Regions from separate parts of the Gasterosteus aculeatus genome. Here region 1 is linked to region 2. Evidence: chromatin contacts called from public Hi-C data. All regions are on one chromosome and are shown on one strand. The core of a region is the stretch at or near the end of the contact, and the rest is flanking DNA. Distances in the headings are between cores, read along the strand shown. Region 1 overlaps tbx3a (T-box transcription factor 3a). Region 2 has its middle 32 kb from the start of LOC144388221.

What was found. A called contact is a pair of places that touch in the nucleus more often than the background predicts.
Region 1: a Hi-C map of tail fin shows a contact between it and region 2, with 5 times the contacts expected there. The contact joins two enhancer-like sites. A contact is called at or near these places in 5 of 6 Hi-C or Micro-C datasets (blood and trunk muscle, skeletal muscle, tail fin and 1 more).

What each region holds. Positions count from the first base shown.
Region 1 is chr14:7,139,026-7,145,728 of fGasAcu3.hap1.1, reverse strand. tbx3a (T-box transcription factor 3a) reads right to left here. Exons shown (of 7, transcript XM_040198142.2): 1 at 5,985-6,703; 2 at 4,726-4,993; 3 at 4,044-4,190; 4 at 3,163-3,239; 5 at 2,470-2,627; 6 at 1,439-2,082; 7 at 1-508. The coding sequence starts at 6,376. The coding sequence ends at 71. Among protein-coding and RNA genes, the nearest start is that of tbx3a, 3.8 kb to the right of the region's middle. Within about 2 kb of position 1,443, at least 3 of the 9 cell types and tissues checked have open chromatin away from gene starts, as enhancers often do.
Region 2 is chr14:7,006,676-7,014,180 of fGasAcu3.hap1.1, reverse strand. No RefSeq gene overlaps it. Among protein-coding and RNA genes, the nearest start is that of LOC144388221, 32 kb to the left of the region's middle. Within about 2 kb of position 2,785, at least 1 of the 9 cell types and tissues checked has open chromatin away from gene starts, as enhancers often do.

The sequences.
Region 1 (6,703 bases), core at 194-2,693, 130 kb before region 2:
ATGAGACGAGAAGCAGGTGGTGTGTTTAAAAAAAAAGAGGAAAATGGGTTCTCTTCCTCTTCCTCCTCCTTTAGGGGGACCCGCTGCGTGCCCTGTCCTGACTCGAGTCGAGCCCGCTGACCAGCCGCTGGATGCTCTGCAGCTCGTTCGCCGCGTCTTTCTCCGGGCAAGTCTTTGGCGACATGGCGACCGAGTGGCCGGTCACCTCCGACGTGGAATCCAAGGTGACCCCGGACGCCGGGCTGGCCGGCACGACGCCGTCTCCTCCCTTCGGCTCGGTCCCGCTGCCGCCCACGTTGGGCATCGCGGTGGTGAGCAAGGTGCTGTCCGGCACCGTCATGGGGAGGGAGTAAGGGCTGTACCTGAGTCGGGGACGCACTGCGTTCAGGAAAGGGTGCCGGTGCGCCGCGGAGGAGGCGGCGGCGGCGGCGGAGGAGGCTGCCGCCGCGGCGGCCATGTACGTGTACGGGTAAGGGAACAGGCTTCCGAACGGAGACATGGCGAGGCCCTGCGGAGGAAACGGAGAAGCGCAGTGTGAGCCACGAGGGTAGTTGGACACTTCTGCGCACCACAAGAGCGCACAATGTAGGCCGCATGAAGTCGGAACAAAGACAGGCCTGCACATAAAATAACACCAGAGGACATTTATGATGATTAACTTTTCCCCGCTCTGCATGTTCCGGATTAATGCGTGAAAATGTTGATTTTTTTCCCCCTTAAAGCGGCTGTTTGGGGCAGCTTTACTTGTTGCATCGCTTAAGACGCCGTCTTGACACTTATGAACTTATGTCCCAACGTGACGTAGTCTGGGTCTTTTTTCAATGCCTCCATTCACACAGGCTTTTCACAGATATAGTCATAACAAAATATGGCGAAGCAAAGCTTCAACTCGCAGCGTGTAAACAGCTTTTGGTGCTCAAGAATTTGTAATACAAATACAAAGAAATCCTATTGTCTGTATAGCTGCAATCAAGCAACAGGGGGGCCACTAAAACACGTTGACATGAAATGGAAAAAGACAACTTTGTTGACTATTAAATTTAAATACTCAGCGTTATGGCCCTAAAAGCGACTAATGAGATCATGTAAAGAGGATTGACCTTCCAGTTATAACCTCCTTTTCTTAAAATGATGGTTGGTATCTATACCCAGAGGGAACAATAAGTGGGTTTCTCGTAGAGTATTTAACTATAGCAGTTGCCTAACTTTACTTGTTAGCCCATTCGGCAGGAAAACACGGCACTCCCTCTCTCTCACACACACACACACACACACACACACACACACTTATGATTTAAAAACACGCACATTGACATGACGAATAGGCCAATAAACACATGTAAATATCTGGCATATTGGCCGACAGTCTGCTGTACATTACAACACATGGTTCACTCAAGGCGCAGAGCAGGCCGGGGCCCAAGAAAACAGGTTTTACCTGTGATGCCAAGACATGTTGCTGCAGATGAAACGGCAGGCCCGGCGCTCCCGTAAAGCTTTGCGAAGGCGATGCCATGCTCGTGGTGTCCATGGTGCTCACCCCTCCCGTGGACACGGCTGCCAACAGTGGCCCCATGCCCGCGGCCATGTTTGAGAACGCACCTCCCATGTTGAACTGACTCGGGTGCAAGAGGAACGGATGCGCACTCCCAATGTGATTGAAAAACTGTTGTCCCGTGAGGCCCGATGGAAATCCAAAATTAGGCATGTGTCCGTGGCCTATGTGCGGGCTGTCAGTCTGAACTGTCAAAGGCATGAAACTGTCTTTGCTTATCGACCTGCACTCGTCCGTTTTGGGATGCTCCAGGCCGGGGCTCTTGAGGTCTTCTCCGGAGCGAGTGGTGCTGGAGATGACGGTGACGGGGCTCTGACGTGAGTCGGCCTGGCTTTTCTCAGTCCTCGGACCACCTTCGCGGGTCCTGCTGCTGGAGTCAGTGCTGCCGAGGGGGTGGCCCTTGGCAGGGCTCGCCTCGTGATCCTTCCCGTCCTTGGTGGTCGTGGAAATCTTGCTCGAGTCCGGACCGTCTTTGATGTGACCGTCTTTGCTCTCATCGTCGCTCTCCTCGTCGCTGTCGCAGAAATCTGCACCAAAATGAGGAGCACAATGTATGAGAATCTTTTCCGCCCATTGGCTTCGATAACAGGGGGAATAAGTCATAAATTTGAAAGATGTTGGTGCAATGTAGCTCCCATTGCTGCTGCATTGCATTCGTTTTTTGTTTTTTTTAATTGAGTTAATTCTTTATTTTCTTTGTAGATTAACCACAAATTAACCGTTGCCCACAAGTGACATTCTTTATGTTTTAACAATCCTCACAAACGAGCCAGTGCAGACTGTCTTTCTTGGCCCGGCCATTCCTAAGGTTGACTCCTCTTCAACACATTGTCTAGAATTAGAATTTACCCAACGAATTTACAGACGACTCGTGGCCCGGCGCCGCGACTGGCTCGTGGGGTCCGTCAACTCACCTTTCATGTGTGGGGGCCCCGCGGTAGACACGGCAGGGGACGAGGCCTGGCCGAAGCACTTAAAGGAGGCCTGCTCCCCGGAGGAGTCGTCTGAAGCCCCGGTCTCCTTTTTCTGATGCTCCTCATACGAGCGCATGGATTGAAGAGCCAGCTGTTTCCTGCGCACAAGCACCCGGGTTACTATGGCACATCTCTGGGGTCAGAGACAAACATCAGCATGCCCGGTGAGTGGGCTGGACGCTGCTCGCCATGTGGAAGCTCCTGATTGTGAAGCTAACTTGAGCCACTCGCGAAAGGTGTACGAGATCCGTTATATAGTCATTTAAGAAATGTATCCATCGATCGTGTCGCGTCACTGCACAAACTGATTTGGAAACGTACCACGTGTTGGGGGTAGGCTACATTTATAATTGCAAAATAATTATTAGTAAGTGCAGTGAAAGTAGCTAAAGGCCACATTAAGCATCACCCTGCTCCAGTTTCTTTTATAACCAGTGCTGTAGGAATCATGGTGCTCTACAGCCTATTAAGCTATTTGATTAGAAACTGTGAAGAGCCACACTCCCTGCGGGTTAATGAGGAAGCTTTGACGCGAGCTTAATCCACCGAGATTCCTGCCTGTCTCCATGTATAAATCTAAAGACTTCTGAAGTGCTTTTTTTCTCCTTCTTTTTCCCAATGCACTTTTCTTACCTCTTTTCCCGTCTTCCATTGCCCGTGTCACGGAACCCTTTGGCAAAGGGATTATGGTCAATTTTCAGCTGGGTTATCTGAAATAATAAAGGATGCGTAAATATCAACAACATGAATTGTATTTCCACGTGGCGTTCACAATTAATGTATCTTATTTTTCAGAGAGCAAAACCTAGTTCTAGTATCGACAAAATGGTAATATTTTCAACAGTTCAAAAAACACAAATGCAAGCAAAAATAAAATCACATTGGCACGTTTTTCCAAGACCTTTTTTGTATTGTAAAACTTTACTACCACAGAACATCCGGCAGTGTTGCCACTGCTCATGGGAGGAGGGGAAGGAGCCATGGTTTCCCCATATGATTTTTATTATGTTTAATGTCTCAAAGAGAATAAACTGTCATCATGCAGCAGTCTGACACAACCAAAATGTGTCCTTTTCTTTCTTTTTCTACAATCAACGGCACAGTGTTGCGCTTCTTCTTCTTGTCCCATTTCTCAACCCCTTTTAGTTTTACTCACACACGCACGCGCGGAGAGAGAGAGAGAGAGGGAGAGCGTCTGGGTCCATGCCCAAATCCCTTCCACGTGATTAAATAAAAAGGTAGAACTGTAAAATTCCTCAGACGTATTACCTTCCATTCCACAGGCGGAGGAGAATATGTCACTTACACCCACAAGACCCGCATACCCCTCCACGCGCACACACGCACACACACTACACGATGCTCTCACGGGCTCAAACACATATGACGTCTTTCATATTTTATGACAACAAAATGGTGCAGGGCATGAGAGACATGCGAACGCGTGCGCCGCACAAGCGTTTGAGTAAACATTCGGGTGCAACCCCGAGCCCATGAGCAATGATTGCGCTTACCTTGTCATTTTGATAAGCAGTCACAGCAATGAAATCCGTTTCAGGAAAAACGTACGTCCTGAAGGTGCTGTACGGGAGTTTGAGAATATCGTTGGCCCTCACGATGTGAAATCGAGGCTGATATTTGTGCATCGAGTTAAGTATGGTCTGCAACACACAATCATAAAAGATAGCACCGTTGAAGTCACTCTGGCGTCAGTTAGCGGTGTGCGCACTTTATTCACATTGCGTCACATGCATCTTCTTAAAATGCGCTGATTTGAAACGAAGAAGCCATGTCATTTAAAGGGAATTCAATCGTGGGATTTAAAAACTGCAAATACAAAAAAAAAAAGAATATATAAATATATATAAATTATTAATTGTTTAATATTTAATCAGTTGAGTAAAAATGGTTGAATACGCAGAGGTGTACGGCATTCGTGGACGTAATTATATTTCGCAATAATCGCAATATTATTACAAAATACAATTTCAAGATAATGATGAACAAGATTGAGTTGTATTTTTGTAATAATGTGCTATGTTGGTCGTATCTTCCACAGAAGAACATCCCTTAATTAAACGAATGGCTTCGCTTCAAATAAAACACAATTTAAATTCAAACAATCAAAGTAGACATTGTACTGATAAAAGGGTAAGTTGGTAAATAGAAAAATCGACATACATTAGTTGAACTTACAAATCCATGCTTGTCGGAGATGTTATTTGTCAGCTTGAGTTTGTGAAAATTGACGACTTTTGACATCCACTGTTCACCGGTAGCCGGACTGTCCGGGTGAATGTACATCCTCTTTGGCATTTCGGGGTCGGCTTTCCCCGCCACCATCCAGCGGGAGTTATGAAATTTGTATCTACAGTCGTCGGCTGCAACAATATCCATCAAGAGAATATATTTGGCCTTTTTGTCCAGACCAGTGCACCTCACTTTGAACGGGGGGAACATCCGCCTGTGACGAAGCAAAACAACCGATGAGTACTTGTGGGGTTGCGAATAGAAATCTGCTTAAAACACATCTAAAAAGTATATATATGTATGTATATAGTTTTTTTTCCCATTGACCTAATATAGGATCTGCTCTTTAAAAATGGTTTGCATTAGTTTGATAAATTAGTCTCAGCCTGTTTTTCATTTAAGTTTCGGACAAATCAGCCGAAAAAGTGCGCCGCGAGAAAGAAGTAAACGATATTCCCTGCGCACTTCGTTCCTGCTGTAGACCGCATGCCATCGCTGTTTGCGTGGTGTCTTGATTTTGAATGCCTCGAGAGGCCTACGAGACACACGGTCTACAGCAGCCATCTTTGTCCACTGTCACTCTGATTATGAAGATAACACTTTAATCACAGCGCCACATTTCGGTGGAATTAATGGGTTTTTACAAACCTGACTTTAAAATGAAACAGTGGAATTACGCCCGAGTCACATGTTTGATTCGGGGAATCTGTATAGATTCGTGAAAGTGGGAGACACTGTAATTGGACGCTTATACTATCACTCATACAGCAGCCACAGGCCTCTTTTTAATTTAACAAAATATCTGGTACCGTGTCTGTAAACATGGCCTAATACCGCTCGTATTTACACACGTCAGCTTTGTCTACTTTATTTGCCAATATAAAATGCATATCTACCCACGGGGTTATTTTTAGGCATGTTATTATATTGTGGTGAAAACACATTATTGTGTAATAAATGTCATATTTACATAAGAACTGTGAGCCAGTCACTCTGCCATCCGAGTTTAAATTTATATCCCTCAGACTGAGGCTTCAGAGTTTTGCATGAGAGAGTTTTACTCCATGTGGGACACATGCCAATAAATCTATTAATGTATGGATGTAAAATAATAGTTATCAATAAACACAACAGGTGTCTGCAGGTCAGGAAAAATATGACATTTTTTGGGGATGAACTGCACACAAAAACAAATTCAGCTTCACCTTCCGGATTTGGTGATCACCATCTCGGTGCCTCTCTTGTGGAAGAGTTCCCAAAGCTCCTTGGCTTCCAGGTGAACTTTAGGATCGTCTTCCACCTCCTCCTCGGGCTCCAGAGTCTTCAGAGGCCTGAGGTGGGCGGCGGCAGCCTGGTGCCCCAGCGAGGAGAAGTGGAGCCCGCTCTCCGCGGCTCCCATCAGCTGGTCCATGATCGGCTTCCCCAGGGCGCCCGGCAGCGAGAGGGAGCCGCTGTGAGGGAGAGCCAGAGCCGGGAAGAAAGGAGGCTGGTGACCCAGCATCGCGCTCATGGCAAATTCCGGACCCCGGTGAGGTAAAAACGGATGATATGCCATACTCGATCCCTGTAGGACTGGATCTCTCATCAGGAAGTTCATCCAAGTGCAGGCAACAACTGGAGACGACTGGGGTTGATGTGAAACGAGATGTTCTTTTTTTTTTGTTGTTGTTGTTGTTTACCAGCAGTTCAGTGAAGACAAAAAAAGATGAGAAAATGTGTCTGAAGTCGGAAAGCTTCGGAAACTCCTACTTCAGCTATGCAGGGGAAAAAAGGGGACCGCTTTTTTTCACGAATCGTCGGGGAATCTCTCGAGTCTCTTGGTGCGTTATGTTCAAAAGTCTGGAGAGAGAAATGTAAAAATGCTCTCCATAATTCTGGGAAAGTGCTGCGAGACCGATTTTCTTCAGAGGTCGACGCGCATCGG
Region 2 (7,505 bases), core at 1,536-4,035:
TTTAACACCGCAAAAACATCGTGTCGCTCTGTATTTCTGCTTTACATGAAAGGGTTTGAACCGGTGTTCCTATTTTATTATTCATTTATTACAAATAATTTTCAGCGTGCTTAGCCCAACATAAACAAAGTAAACGTATTGTAAATATGTATATTTGCTCCAGATATTTCTCAATTCAAATCTTTAACGATCAGGCTTCTTTAGTTATATTCTCCAGTCATAAGTTTTTTCTGATAAATATCATGGCATTCAAAATCAATTGACTCTCAGCTATACACAATATTTCAATACCAGTCATATCACTTAAATAAAACCATGATTTCTACTTTATTTTGCACGCAAAATGTTATTCCAAAGAAAGGGGGATAGAATGCGTCATGGCCATTTCAATCACATTACATCAGCGATGATAGCAGTATCACAGCAATCATTTGCCCGAGTTGCCTATAAATCACCTTCCATTAGTGTCTTTTACAGGGCTTTCAGAGGGCTCGCAGTCTGTTTCATGAGAAATGAGTCATCAAGACAACCACGAAAACACTATAACTAACTGCCTTTTGTTCTGGTGTGTCACTCTTATTTTTTATTTAACTCCACAACACGGGCATCGATGAAACTCTGTTTTCCCACCACCAGGGTCGGACGCTGCGGTGTCCCATCACGGAGGGTGCTGTGGGCAGAGGGAAGGAAAGGGGAGAAGGGAGACTCATGTGCAACACTTTAAAAGAGCAGGGTTCTCCATCTTGCTACGTCAGGGGAGGGGGGGGGGGGTAGAGGGGTGGGGGGCGCTGACATGGGGAAACATCTGCTGCAGTCGAAATAGAGACTGATGACTCAAATCATATGCTGTCAGAGGGTCTGCCAGCTTAAATGGGGAATGTAAGGCTGGAGACTATATGGACCGCGTCCGTTTGACCCCGCGGCCCGAAAAGGTACATACGCGCTCCAAAACGCGCAAAAATGATGACCTTCCCGCGTTCGCATATACGCCGGTAAGAAACGCTCGGGCACATCAGGGTGTTTGTGCAAAGATGAAAGGCCGACAGGCGAGCGAGTGGTTCAGCCAAAGTGGACCCACACATGGCAAAGTGTATACCTCACCTTGCGCGCACAACAACAACAACAAAAAACGCACATCAGCCGGGTTATTTGCTGTGTGTCCCTAATAATCCGCCTCTGTGCCATTTGATCTGGCAGCTGAGAAGTCCGTCTTTGTCTCCTGCTTGTTCCTCGGTCGTGTCGGCCCACTTGAGTGAAAAGAGATTTTTTTTTTTTTTTTAGGGGCGCGTTTCACCTCCTGGTTTACTCTGCGACAGCAGCTCGCTGATGCTTTTATGATTAGGACAACTTAAATTAGAACCAGAGAGAGAGAGAGAGCGCGCGCGCGCGCAAACGCGGCACGGAGACAAACCGCTGCAGCGGCCAAGCGAGGATCACTTCTGCCTCCTACCTTTTTCTTTTTTTCTCCTGCTATTCAAAAAGAGATGAATGTTGTCATTGTTAGTGTAATGATAATCACCATGCGCGGCGCTCGTGGCACGAGGAAGCGCAGCGTCCCTTTGATGGCGCAGTGGTTCCTTCTCAGGACGCGACATTGGGGTTTCTTTAAAAAAAAAAAGCAAAAAACAACAACGTGTGCTCGTGCTCCCGGTTTCGGTGATGCCTGTAAGCTGATTTATCTTAGCGTAAGAGGAAGGTCATGAGAACATGCGAGGGGGGGAAAGATAATGGATCATTATTATGTGTTCCTCACTCCCGTATCTTCCTAATGAATGCAGGGCTTTGCGCTTGTGGCTTTGATTTGGATCCCATTCTCCAATGTGACTTGAGTGGACGAGCTGAGCTAAGACACAATTTTCAGGAGATTGCAAAGTAAGTGCCTTTGGCAAGACCTTTTTTTATTTATATGGTACTTGACTTTGTCTATCTCTCCTTCTCAGTAGGAAGAGAGGAGAAGGGGACAGGAAGAGGGCTTTTTTCATTGGGTTTTAAAGGATGCAGCTCAAAACAAATATTAATAGTATAAGACGCGTTTGCAATAAGTTCTCTATGGTGCTTTAAAAGTGGAACATGTAAAGATAGTGTGGTGTGTAAAAGCATGGGACTGTGATTTTGTTTGGTTTTCTCCCCCGAACTGTCCACACGGATCAGATCAACAAGTCGGAACTTGTGATGTTAATGAAAGTCAATGTTATCGTATTGCAGGGGGACGTGGAAAGAAATACTTTCTTATCCTCTTACAGTCGGGACTTATGTTTACTCCAGATTCCCCAGTCATAAAATTGAATAAAATCAGATTCCAAGAGGAAAGAAAAAAAAAACCTGTGTGTCAAAGTTGACAAACTGTCCGAATGTCATGCGGGGGATTTGACGGATTAGTTTCACTGTCACATGTGTTTTTCCCAAAACAATCAAAGTTCAAGAGCTTCACACACTTCACTTTGAATTACTGTGTATTGTGTGCATCATGTTTCATAAATAACGCTTTCAAAACTATTCCCCCCCTGTCACTGTCTTTAAGTCTGCAGTGTCTTTAGTGCGTCCTTGATTATGTCACATGTGTGTGTGTGTGTGTGTGTGTGTGTGTGTGTCTGTGTCTGTGTGTGTGTGTGTGTCTCCTAAATGCCTCCTTTGACAAACCGGATTACTGTGACTGGTCACAAGTTAATCATAATGAAAATGGCAAAGTGGTCAAATTAAAGTTTTATTGAAGCTGTAGTCATAAGAGTAGTACGGGAACTATTCCAGAAGACAAACGCTGGCTTCATCTGTTGACTTACAACTCTCCCTTGTGGGCTTGGAGGACATTGCACGAGTGAACCTGTTCATGCTCACCTTCACCTTCTGTTTTATTTCTCTTTTCTCTATGTTGTACATTGTCTCATTCAGATCTACAGAAGCCAACGTCACAGGTGCTTTGTCCGTAAGTGCAGGTCAAACTAAATTCTCGATTTAACGCTTTATTTCTCTTTACAAATACTTCCTTATTTTAATTGTCGTACACACCAGAGTTGGAAACAAGCTGGAAATAAAATCAAAACTATCTGCAAAACGCTTCGAGAAGTGCAGAGAAATTCACATTATGATAATAATAATGTAATAATTAAACATAATGATATGTATCACAAGCAAAACAATTGAACAACAGGCTGTTGGTTAACAAAAAACAGCAGTTGCATAAACGTGAGTGTACAAATACCAGCGTGATGGCTGATTCCCATCAGCACACGTTGATATTCCCTGTGATCGCAGGTGTGTCGGTGTCCTATAGGACGTGTCTCGGGCCAATCACAGCCGCTCAACACCAACTCCTCTTGATAATTAGGTCAAATAATGAATTAAATAACGCAACAATGAGCCTCGAGAGGCCGTGTTTTACATCTCAGAGGCGTTGATAGGCCTCATCATGATGCCGAGTGAGGGTTCCTATTGTTTCTTATAATCAGCGCCAAGACTCTTGCAGCAAAACACATTTATGACAAAGTGAATCCATAATTATATTGTTTCTGAAAACAAGACGGTTAGATAGTTGTACGTTCAGCTTTTGTTTTGGAATAATAATATTTATGTCCCTAACAAACAGCAGCCGATGGGTAAGTGATGCAATGGTTATTGATGAAGATCTTTCACAAGCTCACAGTTAAGCTTCTATAGTTGGGTGGAAAGACAATCTTGCATGGTTTCACTCTAAAGTGCATTTTAAGAGTCATCGTGAAGGTATTCAACACAAAGTACTGAGTCTTAGTGTCTCGTAAGCAGACGGACAATCCATCTTCTCCTTTTATATGCAGTGGAGAGCTAAACAGAAATTCCAATAGAATTTCCGAAAGACCTTCAAACTAATACAATATGCAGTTTCATCAATAGTTTCTTTCTCTTTAGCAACTCTCCCAACTTTCAAATCCCACTAGATCTTCTAACATGCTTAAACTTCTAAAGTTAAACCTTTTTAAATATAATCTAATGAGACGGAATCAGTTGCTTGCAAGCAGATGATCTTCCAAAGAATGACAAACTTTCAGTTTGCGGCGAGTAAACAAAACTATGTGAACTAACATGTGATATTTAGCGCAACTTCAGAGCAGCATACTGATCTGATTAGGAGTAATTCTTGTCCATCGACATGATGTGCGACACTAAAACATCCCCCTGATTCCGCTTTTCTTCTGGGCCTACGTTCCCCTCATGGGATTAATGTCCTACAAACTGTTTTATCAAACACATTTGAAGATTGTTCTCTCGTTTGGATGTGAGCAGAAAGGGGGGGGGGGGGTACCGCTGTCAAACACGCACAGCTTTTATCTCTATTTACATCGGCCAAAGTGTTCCTCGTTCGGTTTGAAGGATGTAATACCCTGAAATTTGCTTTTTGGCGGACCCCCCCCCCCTGTAACAAAGACTATTTATGCAAATGCGGAGGAAAGCACTCCCGGACACAGAAGCAGATGTTCCCCAACAGGCTGCCGTGCGGGTCGGCAGATGTTCCGTCTGCTTTGAACAAAGGCTGTTGATGGCTCTGCGCTGCGTCAGGAGCTGCATCTCCTTGGAGCCATCTGGAAGATGGCCGAGGGTTCGTTTGGCTGCAGCCGGCCTCGCACTCACCGGGAGAGTGAGGACGCGGATTGAAATGAGTACCGATGTAACAAAAAACTGCAGCGGACTTTGCTCTGTTTATGTAATATTTGGACACACGGACAGATCAGGTACTGTTGGACCACATTTAAGATTGGGGGGGGGGGGGGGGGGGTTGGCATGTTTTTGAGGGACCTGATGACGCGATTATGTTGATTATCTACAGTTGATGTGAGGTCTTTTTGGAAAGAATCTGTTTATTTATTCATTTTTTGTTCTCATATAAATTGTTTTGGAGAGTCTATAAGCAACGCAGATAAAAACCCCTTGAGGAACAACAGTGTTAGAGTGGTTTTCATTTGTATTGGAGTTGATCTATAATGTCACCATGGATGTTAAACTTAAGCATGGAGGCTGATTCATGTCGAGCACAGCTACAAATTAAGATCATTCTGCCTCTCCAGAACCACCTCGTTGCTTCCCCGCCGATGATATCTGGAAAATCGGATGAAATATCAAAATGGAGTCACTATAAGAGGACGTCATATTAACATTAATAATAATAATAGCTAAAAAACACTTAGGTCTGGGATGCAAACATGATGTGTTTAGCTATTGGATATGAAATTCCAAAGTCAATCACATCGCATCTGAGTGTAGTAAACTCCTTTTAAACCAGTCAACTGTGCAGCAATACAGCGAACCTGGTGAGCAAGCACTCGATGGTGAACCAGCCCCGTTAGAAGCAAATTAAAGCCGGACCCATCGGTGCTTCAACCTCCCAAACCCACAGCTCTTGCTTTAGCCGGCGATGACCCTGAGCTGTACCACCCACAGCTGCCACAGAGCGCCTGAACCCTCGCTGACCCGGCTGGCACATCAGGGGTCATAGGACCTACCACGTTGTCCCCCCCCATACGACCACCGCCATGACAGATACCAGACTGTGTGTGTGTGTGTGTGTGTCCCCTTTCCCTCTCTCTTTGAAGTCCAGAAAAACCAGCAGCGTTCACCACCATCCACAAAGCGGCGTGAAGCTACAGCCCTCAGCTGCCTCCCCTTCAGAGGGACATGTCAAAACAGCACACGGCTCGGCCCCCGCCAAAGTCACGCCTGCAAGTGGAGCGCTATCGTGTGTCAACCGGAGCGAGAGAAGGGCGCCGATCCTTCACACACACCTCCGCTCCGTTTTTGGGCCCAACACGTTTTGTGGCGTGTACCCGGTGATCAGCCGCGTTTGGCGGGATTTGGGGTGTTTCTTTCGGAAATTGAGACGTAGTGTAAATGAAAGTGTTTGGCATAAAGGCCTTCGAATGTATTGATTTGGTATTTTCCAAATATAACTCTTAAAAAAAACATTTACATTACCCGTAACTGGAGAGTTACGGGTAATGAAACTGAAGAGGCCACCTTTTACCACATTCTTTTCCACGACAATGAGCCGGAAATTTAGAGTCAAGTGGACCATCTCGCTCCCATAAGAGGGCTTTTCCAGACAACCTTGTCTTCTCGCTTGGTGCACTGCTGGCAGGAGAGCGACATTGAACAGCATAAAACGTCATTGATTTCTAATTGCGTCTGCGCTAATGCTACGTAAAGGCCCGACCCCGGCCTCGTTCTTCCAGCCCGTAGTCCATTTGGCTGTGGCAATGCACTTGGCGAGCGAGGCAACAGGTGAGTGGCCGAGAGTCTAATGGGGCCAACTCTGGAAAACCCATTGCAGTCAATTAAGGGTCCACTGCCTCCAGTTGTGACGGCCATTAGACCGCACCACCACGACGAGTGACTCCTACCCATCGCTTTTAATCCATGGTTTGTTCGAAAGGTCCAGACCCTCAAAGACCGACTTTGCGCTCGTTTTTTTTTTATCGTCCACCGTCCAACCTTTCTAGGTTCTATTAAAAATTAAGTTTTCCACTCAAGGATTTTATGTGACCCTGATGGTCAAATATAACCTCCTTCACTACCTCTTTATCCGAGTTGACCTCACATATTCTAACTGCCCCACTTCACCACACAAAAGGCAGCATGGCTCTTACTTCCCCTCAAGGGAACAACCTTTTCGAATGCTTACCCGCACACAATAAACTCATTTAGTCCAGAGCATTTCTTCGGCAAATGCATTTACTAGATTTCATGTCTAGTCCTTCAAAATGTCCCAGCCTGGAAGACACACACACACACACACACACACACACACACACACACGTCAGCGGGAGGTTGATTTTCCCCCAAAGTTGAGCACTAATATCAAAATTGTGCAACGGAAACATTACAGCTCGCCAACGTGGCGCAAGTTGACGAAATGAAGCGGCAGACATGCCAGTGTGGCGTCGAGCCTGCAGCAGCGTGCAGCTCTCCTCGTCGGGAGATCACAGTGGAACACTAATGTTTTATCGGGCTCACTGCCGATTTAAAAACTCAAAACCAAACTGCACAGGTAGGTGCCGAGAACGTTTGCTCCCAATGCGATGCACTTTATCCACTCGGGTCGCTCTCTAGAATCGTTCAGGCAGCTCTCTCGTGTCTGCACGAGCCCAGAAACAGCTCAGGAAAAGGAGGCCACCTTGCTGAACAGGAAGGGAAACCGCCGGAGGATGCAGTCGTCACTCAGCGGTATCACACGTTGTTTTGATTTGCTTCGAAAGAAGCAGTCAGTAAACATTGCGCTCCTTCAAGCGGCCCGGGTACGATTCAGTCGCGTTCGGCAGAAGTAATGCTCATTGTGACGGCGAAGCCATCGGGTTTCATCTCTTAGGATGTTGTGGTTTGAAAAGTGTGTAAAGACAATGATTCACGCCACTTCACACCCCGGTGTAACAAAAGGCTTTTCTTCCTCTTCACACGGATCGATAGAGGAACGCTGCATTCACAGCTTTTCATCTTTCAGCCGGTGAGCTGCAGCGTTTTAGTGCAGCTAAAACGATCTAAAT